2 separate regions of the Zea mays genome follow, and region 1 is linked to region 2. Evidence: chromatin contacts called from public Hi-C data. All regions are on one chromosome and are shown on one strand. Each heading gives the region's core, a stretch centred on a gene start, on an enhancer-like site or on the middle of the called end of the contact. The rest is flanking DNA. Distances are from core to core; before and after follow the strand shown. Region 1 holds the start of LOC100037799 (brittle stalk-2-like protein 6). Region 2 holds the start of LOC100381532.

The links. A called contact is a pair of places that touch in the nucleus more often than the background predicts.
Region 1: a contact with region 2 is called in a Hi-C map of leaf, with 2.7 times the contacts expected there. The contact joins the promoter of LOC100037799 here to the promoter of LOC100381532 in region 2. A contact is called at or near these places in 6 of 25 Hi-C or Micro-C datasets (bundle sheath, ear, endosperm and 2 more).

What each region holds. Positions count from the first base shown.
Region 1 is chr7:173,288,284-173,293,887 of Zm-B73-REFERENCE-NAM-5.0, forward strand. LOC100037799 (brittle stalk-2-like protein 6) reads left to right here and starts at 2,374. Exons shown (of 6, transcript NM_001112500.1): 1 at 2,374-2,650; 2 at 2,841-2,920; 3 at 3,024-3,486; 4 at 3,561-3,732; 5 at 3,884-4,167; 6 at 4,264-4,834. The coding sequence starts at 2,557. The coding sequence ends at 4,553. LOC100037800 (brittle stalk-2-like protein 7) reads right to left here. Exons shown (of 6, transcript NM_001112501.1): 5 at 5,581-5,604; 6 at 4,987-5,471. The coding sequence ends at 5,179.
Region 2 is chr7:173,079,158-173,084,597 of Zm-B73-REFERENCE-NAM-5.0, forward strand. LOC100381532 reads left to right here and starts at 4,153. Exons shown (of 2, transcript XM_020541063.2): 1 at 4,153-5,153; 2 at 5,294-5,440. The coding sequence starts at 4,206.

The sequences.
Region 1 (5,604 bases), core at 1,124-3,623, 210 kb after region 2:
GCCACCCAATGGGCCCGGCCTTCCTAGACGTCACTAGCTGGCCGGAACAATAGAATATCATCGCCTTTTAAACCGCCGAACTTGATCTACCGCAGCTTCCACAGCCTCAGAAATAGGGATGGCAGTGGGTAAGGTACCCAGTGGGCACACGAAGTCATACCCATACTCACTAGGAAAAAATTGACCTATACCCATACCCACTATACCCATCATAGGTACAAAATTACGTCATACACATACCCACCATGGGTAGCAGGTACCCATTGGGTATCCATACTCATTAACATTACGATAGACATGATCATTTGAATCGCAAAAATAAGTACCAGCATAACAAATGTATCGAACCCAACATAATTTTATCACAGGTTCAATAATATTAAACATTAAATGGCAACATCATGCCTTCAAATCACACAAAACATAGCATTGATTCTACAAAACTGTGGACAAAATCATGCCTTCAAATCTAATTGTTGAGACATATAAATCCAGACCTACGTGTCATATATTAGCAGGTTCCCCATCGGGTAGCGGGTATGGGACAACAGAGAACATACCCACGCCCACCATACCCGATGGGCATAACAAACGACCCAATAAAATACCCATGAGTATCAAAATCCGCCATACCCGTGCCCTAATAGGGTTTTTACCCATCGGGTTTCGGGTACCCATTGTCATCCTTACTCAGAAAGCCAGAGCTGAAAAGCCAGACTACTGTGCAAGCGAGGCTTCTAGACTGTTAGATCATGATTCAACTGTAGATATAGATGAGGTTTGTTAGGTTTTTTTAATAAACCTATGTGAGATGGTGGTGCGGAGATTGAAGTGTTAAATGTAGTATGCAGTTAGATTATAGTTTAAGAGACCTCGTTTACATCGTCGGCTGTACTGTAAATACTACTAGATTCGGATATCAGTCGCCACTCGCCCCGGGCCGCGATCCCTTGGGCCGAACCTCATTTCCTTCCAATTTCCACACCGGGGTCAGCGCGCGCAATGGCCCACTTGTCGCCCAAGCGACACGCGGGTCGCGGGCGCTCGACACAAGCGGACCTCAGGCGGCGGTAGCATAGCAGCAGCAGACCAACGCTGGCCGTGGAAATGGACCGCAGACAAGATGACTGACCGACTGGTTTCGTTGGTCACGGTAGCAAGCAGACGCTAGCTGTGACGTGACCAGTGGAATCAAACATGGGTGCGCAGCCAATGGAAAGAGTTCTTTCCGTGTGGCCTGGTCTGGTCATGTGGCCTCGCCGTCGCCGCGTAGAAATAGAATACTAGAATAGAATAGTGCGTGCAATCTCTCATACTGTTCCAGCTGCCGGGGCTCGCTCGACGGATATCACAGTGCGGCCGCCCGTCCGCCGGTTGACCGACCCCGCGCCACCGGTTTGTTGGTTGGTTGGCGGGTTTGCACTGACTGACTGGCACACCGGACGTGTTGCTCTGCGCGCCGCCTGCCTTGTTGCGCCCCCGGGTCAGGGTCACACCATCCAGCCCCGCCACCGGCTGCAAAGCTTGCCGTGCTCGTCTCGTCTACTACTCTTTTAGCTCCGCGACGCGGGACGACTGCGGTTGTCCGCGGCCGCTGCTTGCTGGATACTAGGTCTTAGCTGTTGCCTTGCCGTCACCAGGGACAGAAAGATTACGCGTACGTATCGGGCTCGAGAGGCCGGCACGAAAAGCGATTTTTGTCATCTAGTATGTAATAAGAACAAGTATAACAAGAGGCCATACAAGATTATAAAATGTTGAGGTGTACGAAATAGAGGAGGAGAGAGAAGAGAATCAGACGGTAAACTTGCGTTCGACTTAGACAAAAAAATCAAAAAGGTTTGTGAGAGAGATAAGTAGAGTTATGTATTAATACTGAAGAGCTAACTGATATATAAATAGGCTAAATAGCAAGCTACGTACAACGATACTTGCAGTCGTCTCTGTTATTAAACTTGCTCTAATTAATATAAAGAGATTGGAGTGAGCTAGCGGAGCACTGTGGGCTAGTCTGTGAGAACCTACCAACATGACAGTCAGACAGGGATGGCTCCTGTGAGCTAGTCGATCAAAAAAAAAAAAGAGTAAAACCTTAACCCGGAAGGAAGCAATCCAACTATCTACATCCACCATCTCCATCCAAAGGCCCGCAGTTCAGTTGAAACCGATGACGCAGCTGTCACTTGGCACTCCCCTACCCCTAGTATAGCAAAGCTCCGCATGATCCGATCCCATCGCATCCCACACGCGACACACCCGGCCGAAAGACCGCCCTGTCTCTTCCTGCATGCGTAAGTCTGCATCCCCGGTCAGTCAGACACGGCGCGCCCGCCAGAAACCTCACACCGCCATCGCCATCGCATAAACTAGGCGAGAAGAGAGAGGGGAAAGTTGCTTCTCTCTCTGACCCGCCCACTCCCTCCTTCCCTGCTCCGGTCGCACTCCGTAGTTCCTCCGCGCACTTACGTACAGCAGACAGACACGAGATCGAGTGGTACAGGGCCCGCCAGAAACCTCACGAGCTAGCTGGGTTCCTGCCGCGCCGCCGATCCACGCATGGCGCCGCCGCCGCTCCTGCCCGCGCGCTTCGTCGCCGCCTCCGTCGCGCTGCTCGCCGTCGCCTTCTCCTCCTCTCTAACGCGTCCGTCAGGTCAGACCAGTGCGCCGCGCGCACCTCCGCCTCCAAACCCTGCCATCTCCTGTCCTCGTCGGATGATTCTTGTGATGTTCAGATATATCTCCCTCGTATAATCTCAATCACACATAAAACAAAGCTTCCTTTCGTACCATACCATTACCATGAATGCTGCTGCATGAAACTTTTTTTTTTTTGCCTGCAGGTGCATACGATCCGCTCGATCCGAACGGGAACATAACAATCAAGTGGGACGTGATACAGTGGACTGCGGATGGCTATGTGGTGAGTGAACGGGTTAATTAATTCGCCACTATCTGACGACGGACACCTTCTGATCGAAACGCCCTGCTTCTTCGTTCCCCTCCCCTCCCATGCCCGTGCCCAGGCCGTCGTTTCGCTATACAACTACCAGCAGTACCGCCACATCCAGGCGCCGCCGGGGTGGAGGCTAGGCTGGGTGTGGGCGAAGAAGGAGGTGATCTGGGCGATGACCGGCGGCCAGGCCACCGAGCAGGGCGACTGCTCCAGGTTCAAGGCCAGCGTCCTCCCCCACTGCTGCAGGAGGGACCCGGAGGTGGTGGACCTGCTGCCCGGGACTCCCTACAACACGCAGACCGCCAACTGCTGCAGGGGAGGAGTGCTCGCCTCGTGGGCGCAGGACCCTAGCGACGCCGTCGCCTCGTTCCAGGTCAGCGTTGGGCAGGCTGGGTCCACCAACAGGACCGTCAAGGTGCCCAGGAACTTCACCCTGCTGGCGCCTGGTCCCGGGTACACCTGCGGAGCCGCCAAGCTTGTCAAGCCTACCAAGTTCATGTCTCAGGATGGCAGGAGATCAACTCAAGCGCACAGTACGTAAGATGATTAACCTCAAGCCTACCAAATTCATGCATTGACGATCGACTTGTTTAATTTCTTCGCGCAGTGACCTGGAACGTGACGTGCACGTACTCCCAGTTCCTTGCCCAGAGATCTCCAACCTGCTGTGTCTCGCTCTCGTCGTTCTACAACGACACCATTGTTAGCTGCCCAGCATGCTCCTGCGGCTGCCAGAACAACAACAGCAGTAGCACCGCCGCGCCAGGAAGCTGCGTAGAGTAAGTTTAATTTGCATCCACAGATCGAACTCAGCTTCGATCGACACAAACACACACACGCACGCACGCACGCACACCATTTTCATCATGTTCAGTTATGTGAATACTGCTGGACTCGATGCGTGTTGTCCGCCTGCCTGTCCTTGGACAGGGGTAGTAGAAGGTCGCCCTATCTGGCTTCCGTCGTCAACGATCCTAGCAAGAACAGCTTGGCGCCGCTAGTCCAGTGCACCTCACACATGTGCCCGGTAAGGGTGCACTGGCACGTCAAGGTCAGCTACAAGGAGTACTGGAGGGTGAAGATCACGGTCACCAACTTCAACTACCGGATGAACTACTCGCAGTGGAACCTGGTCGCGCAGCACCCCAACTTCGACAACCTCACCACCATTTTCAGCTTCAACTACAGACCTCTCAACCCCTACGGAGTGATCAGTGAGATCGAGCACCACCACCTGGTCCTGGACCTCGTTCGCCCCCACTGAAGAAATTCAATCTTTTCTTTCTCTTTTTTTTTCCGCGCGCGTGCAGACGACACGGCGATGCTATGGGGCATCAAGTACTACAACGATCTGCTCATGACGGCCGGGCCAGACGGGAACGTGCAGTCCGAGCTTCTGTTCCGGAAGGAGCCGTCCACGTTCACCTTCCACAAAGGATGGGCCTTCCCCAGGCGAGTCTACTTCAACGGAGACAACTGCGTGATGCCGCCGCCGGACGCCTACCCGTGGCTGCCCAACGCCGCCTCGCCGCGGCTGTCGCCTTCGCTTCTCCTCCCGCTCGTTGCGGCTGCTTGGACAGCATTCGCAGTCCTTTCGTGATGGGCCCATATGCGTAGGGAAGGCAAGGCAAGGCACACAATGTCCCATGACAAGTTCTGACCTGATTCAGCGTTGTTGCTTGCTGCTGATCATTAGTCGATCTGTTGCGAAGTTTTATTTGGTGTCTTGAATCTTGATTCAGGAACAGGTTCAGATGTGCATTCACGTACTACCAAGCATGTACATTCCCAATACTTGTAAATTTCTGCAAAGACTGACTGGCAAGTGACAGTAGAAATAATCTGTTTCTCTCTCCGCATCATGGAAAGTTTCGTGCTCAAATACCATCGGCAGTTTCACAAACAAGAAGGTTGTGGATGCATATCAACAGTTTGAGTACGCATACCAACAGTTTCCGGCCTTAATGGCATTTCAGTGATTCATAACCGCCCTCGTCACTAGAAGGGGTTGCACAATTTTATCTGACGAGAGATGCACATGTTAATTTTCCTTGCAAAATCATGGCTTGTCCATCTACACTGAAAGAAAAACATCCAAAGTTCCAAACCATTCCTGAAACCCAAACCGAGGTCTCTGGTCTCTCTATCTACAGAAGAAAGCAACGTCTTTTTTCCATTCCCCTGTGCCGGTCCTAGCACTAGGTCGATCGATGTCCCGTGTTTTCTCATGCCACGATCATGCCCAAGAGCACCACGACGGCCGCTGCCGCTGCGCCGCCCAGCGACGCCGCGGCTGTCGGCGGCGCGGAGTTGGGCAAGTAGGGGTAGGCGTCCGGCGGCGGCATCTGGCACTCGTCGCCGTTGAAGTAGACCTTGCGCGGGAAGGCCCAGCCCTGCCTGAAGGTGAAGGTGCTGGCGTCCTTGCGCATGAGCACCTCCGACTGCACGTTCCCGTACGGCCCCGCCTGCATCAGGTGGTCGTTGAAGTACTTGAGCCCGTAGAACATGGCCGTGTCATCTGCACGCACGACACGAAGAGAACCAACATCATCAGGCGTGGTCGCGTTGAAGAGTCGCGTGATACGATCGATCACGGAGAGAGAGAAGAGAAAGAGAAAGAGAGTTACTGATGGATCCATAGGAGACGACGG
Region 2 (5,440 bases), core at 2,903-5,402:
CAGAAAATAAATATTGATTTCCGAACTGAACAACTATAGCCACATCCATCCAGGGAAGCAACCGTGAGTCACTGCAAAAGCAGCAAGAAAGCAGAGAGAATAGCGAGCAGCGGCAGGGATGCCACCGCGCCGCCGACAGGGCATGTCCCAGATGGCAAGAACCTCGGGTCCTGAGGTAACACCGCCATGGAGACCCTAGGCGGTCGCGCCGGGCAGAACGGTAACGGTGACACGATCCTAACAGCAATGGCAAGAATGGCGTGCCGTCGTCATCTACGACGCAGGCGACCGGCCACAGCAGAAGCGCCACAGCCAGCAGGATTATTCGAAATATGTAGCATGCTGGCTGGCTTGCTTCTTTCAAATTCAAGCTCAAGTTTAGAAATTTTTTATGACAATGCAGTTTTTTGTATTCAGAAATTACAGTGTACAACATTGGTAGTGAAGACCCTCGTGGCTAGCAATATGCTACGAATGCTTCTAGAGGGATCAGGGAAATACAACAATAAGATATGAAGATTGTAAATATTTTTGGTCATTCCTTGGAGGCTTGGACATCCTAGAATCTATTGATAGGAAGGCACCAAGGACAGAACAGAACAATGGTTAAGGCAGCAGCAGCCGTAAATAGTAGAGTAGAACTAACCACAAATGCTGAATGAAAATTTGTGAAACGAAATGCATATGACTTTCACTTACGGAAAGCAAGATGTGTCTTCCTGTCTCAGTAGTCAGCACCAATCGGAGGTTGTCGTCGCTCTCGGTGTTGTCCGCGGGAGTGGGCGACGGCGACGGATTCCTGTCAACTAGTAAGAGCCATCCCAGTGGCATGATGGCCGTCTCCGGCTCCGCCGAAGCAACCCGTGGAAGGGATTTCGGCCATTCGAAGACTGGTACAGCAGCGGTGGCCCCATGATACCGGCGTCGCCTACAAATCGTAGATGATGAAGCGGCTGGGCGGCGCCAAAGGTGTAGTCGTCACCATCATCATCCATCTTCATGTTCGTGTGCTCCTGTATGCTGCTACTGCTCGTGTTCGATCCCCATGGTCGGACGGCGATCACGAAGATGACTGAGAAGTAAGCCACTGCCGCATCCCATGGTCGAAGGGAGGTGTGCGAGTGAGGGTAGCGGCAGCGAATGGAGGATGGACGAGGACGCAGACCTAGGCGTCGGTGCCTCAGGCGGGAGGGAGGTGTGCAGGTGAGGGCAGGAGATGGAGCCATGGAGGTGATAGCGGCACCGGTCTGCGTGTTGGTGCCCCTTTTCTCATGTCTGCTTCGTGTTCTATCTAGAAAGATCCTGTCGTGTCTGGTGTGGCCAACGCAGCAGATCGTATGCTTGTGTTGTAGAAATCAAAGGATATAGAGGAGGTTGTAGGCGTTGATGGCCGTTGTCGACGAATCGTGCGACTTACAATTGAAGTGATGACGTGGCCGCATGAGATGCGACCTTTGCGTTCGCCTTTAATATATAGAAACTAGTAATAGGGCGCGCGCCTTGCGTGCGTACCTCTTTACTTAAGAAGAAAACTTTTAGAGTATTTTTTGGTTTTGTTTAAAGCCCTTGGTTATTTGTACATACCATATGCTAATATTCCTTGTAACAAAACATCAACCAACATGTTAACATGATCATGATAGTACATAAAGTATAGCAGTAGGAACGATAATAGATCATGATCTAAATATTTATTCACAATAAATTATGACCTTTAATAAATTTTAGTTCAAAAATGAATAGATATAGTTCTCGATCCTAATCTAATTTGATTCTTAAATTTTATAGTGCAAAATTTATAGTCTATTACCCTACACTTACTGTACACAAATGCTCATATGGACAGAAATATGTAGGTAGCACAAATTGTATCGCATGGTCATCTATCATATTTTTCTCCACGATGGTGAACAGATTATAAAATGAACATCTTGGATGTCATCTTATCTACAAAACATCTCTTGTGCAGTGCATCGATTGGCAATGTCTCTTGCATGAAAAGAGATTGTGGAAGTCACCAATTATTTTTCAAATTTACCCACTGCTTCTTAAACTGAAATACTGCTATCACAGGATGTGCTAGTGCTAGCAGCACCAAATCACCAACTGAGAGACCAAATCAGAGAAGATTAAAAATTTTGGGCGAGTAGAAAGATGCACTGTCGGAATCTCCTTTTGTGTTTCCAGAGCACATGTGCGCTTGCGTAGGTGGCCGTGCAGTGAGCCACTTCCCAAATACGGACGAAGGATACCTGGTGGTGGGCGCTGGGCGGCTTCTTCTCCGCCTCCGCCGTGGCAGATACAACCACACGACGGCGCGTCCGCGTCTCTGAACACAACATGTGCGGCCTGCAACGGTGTGAAGCTGATGGCCAGTGCCGGGCGCGTGACGCAGCGGGCACTGGGCAGGCCGAATGCGGAGCGGGACACGTGGCGGGTGGGCCGGATGCAGTGTGGGCCACGCCGACGTGGGTGGCAGGAGGATGCACATAGATTTGGGTGGTTGCGGGTATGTGTCGCTCAGCTGTGAGGGTGGAATCGATGGATACCTTATATACCTGGACTGCTCAAGTTCCCATGGCCACCATCTGCAGCAACTGAAGGCAAAGACAGCACCGGACGTGATGTACAGATGGGGTTGCAGTGGGAGGAGGAAGTGAGAGAGGGAGCGGCAGCAGCCATGGGCGGCGTGAAGCTCAGAAGAGGCCGCGACCGAGCAATTGAAGAGAGGCGGCGGCCGAGCCGTGGGAGGGAGAGGAGTCTGGAAGCATCGTAACTTTGGGTGTCGCTGAAGACGGGAGAGGACCGTCGGCTACCAGAGGTGTGAGTCTGAACGTTGGATGAGGATCGTACGACGGAGAAGAAAATCGCTGACGTGGACGCACCAGTGGCCAGATTTGCTCCCAGCTTTAATATATAGTAATTGGAAGATTTTTTTCCACAATCCAACTTATATTCGAAGTATGTCTTGCTTGCATGCATCACCGCATATCCGCTAGCATTATTTCATAGTGTTACGCTTGCCTTTCACTTTAGTCCTACCTAGCATTTGTATGTTGTAATGTAACTTATTACGCGCTAAAGTTTAGTCCATATTATATCGAATGTTTGATTATCAACTATAAGTATTAAATATAGACTAATTAAAAAACTAATTACATAGATTAGACTAAATGGCGAGATAAGTCTCTTTGTTTGATATTATTAGTCTGTCTATATATTTACTTAAACACTTTTTCTAGTGGTCAAATGCTGATTTTTATCTTCTCTTTAAGGAATAAAATATCCGCCGTTTTATTTGATTTTTTTCTGCATTAAGGTGACTCAGCTTTAAAGTATCTCCAAAGGACTCTTTATTTATTGACTCTCTATTTATAATCCCATAAAGATTACTTCCTCTGTTTCTTTTTAGTTGTCGCTGGATAGTGTAAAATTGCACTATCCAGCGACAACTAAAAAAAACATAGGGAGTATTATTCTATATATAGCATCTCACTCCAACAGACTATTTATCTAGTTTGACTAGTCAGGGTGGCTAGCCAAGTTTTGCTAGTTAGAGACAACGGAGATTCGAATAGATTGGCAAGTTAGATAGCTAATCTGATAGAGAGTTTTTTTTGCTGTTGAGTAGCAAAATTTTGGCTTGACGAGACATTTGACTAGTCTATTGAAAATGCTCTTACATGTTCATAGACTAATGGTAAAGAATCGTTGTCTGAAAATATTACTCTTTTCGGGTTTTTTTATTTGTCATCGATTAGTTCAAAAATAAAATAACGAGCCACAAATATTTAAGAACAGAGTTAGTACTATATTTCAGGCAATTGAAATATAGCAAGTCTATTGATTAAAGCAGAGGATCTTATCGGTTATTGCCCACACATAAATCATAATGCGTTTCACCCGGATAAAAAATCAAGGCATTTATATCAAAGGTAACATGCTAATGCGTCATTACTGTTGAAAAAGCAGGCTCTCGATCACGATTTGATTGATAATATAATGCAGTTATTAGGACTGCCAAATACCTACCTGCGATTTAAACTGCAAACAGTAAATTATTTGGCGTGCAGTTGCCAGATCAGCAGCCATTTTCACCGCACTCCCCCGTCCCTTTTAAAAGATCCCTCCCTCTCAACATTCCACACACACCAGCTCCACTGCATCAAAACCCCTCATCACCCTGCAGCCTGCACTCATCAGACATGGTGCTCACCATGGCCAGCGCCCAAGAGGACTCGCTCCTCCTGCTCCTCCTGCCGACCACCTCCCCACTGCCGACCCTCATGGCTGTGTTCATCCTAGCCGCCGTCCTCCTGTGGCTCTCCCCTGGCGGTCCTGCGTGGGCGCTCTCCCGCTGCCGCCGCCCGCCGCCCGGGCCAACGGGCGTGGTCACCGCGCTCTCCAGCCCCGTGGCGCACCGCACCCTGGCGGCGCTGTCCCACGCCGTAGACGGCGGCAAGGCACTGATGGCCTTCTCGGTCGGGCTGACCCGTCTCGTCGTGTCGAGCCAGCCCGATACGGCGCGCGAGATCCTCGCCAGCCCCGCGTTCGGCGACCGCCCCATCAAGGACGCGGCGCGCCACCTGCTCTTCCACCACGCCATGGGCTTCGCGCCCTCCGGAGACGCGCACTGGCGCGGGCTCCGCCGCCTCGCCGCCAACCACCTGTTCGGCCCGCGCCGCGTGGCGGGTGCCGCGCACCACCGCGCCTCCATCGGCGAGGCCATGGTCGCCGACGTCGCCGCTGCCATGGCGCGCCACGGCGAGGTCCCTCTCAAGCGCGTGCTGCATGTCGCGTCTCTCAACCACGTCATGGCCACCGTGTTTGGCAAGCGCTACGACATGGGCAGCCGAGAGGGCGCCGTTCTGGACGAGATGGTGGCCGAGGGCTACGACCTCCTGGGCACGTTCAACTGGGCTGACCACCTGCCATTGCTCAAGCATCTCGACCCCCAGGGCGTGCGCCGCCGGTGCAATAGGCTGGTCCAAAAGGTCGAATCGTTCGTTGGCAAGATCATCATGGAGCACAGGACGAGGCGCGCAAATGGAGGAGTCGTGGGCGATGAGTGCATGGGTGACTTCGTCGACGTCCTTCTTGGCCTCGAGGGAGAGGAGAAGCTGTCAGATGAGGACATGATCGCTGTTCTTTGGGTAACAACACAGATCGAGTTTAACTTTTTTTTTCCCGTTTAACTTGCCGCGTAAAATGCATGTCATTCCTTTCGCATCTTAAACGTTGCGTCGTTCATGGAAAAAAATGGTCGCATTGAATTTGCGGTCGTTTTGAACAGGAGATGATCTTCAGAGGCGCCGACACCGTGGCGATCTTGATGGAGTGGGTCATGGCGAGGATGGCGCTGCACCCGGACATCCAGGCGAAGGCCCAGGCGGAGCTGGACGGCGTCGTGGGCATCGGGCGCGGCGTGGCGGACGCCGAC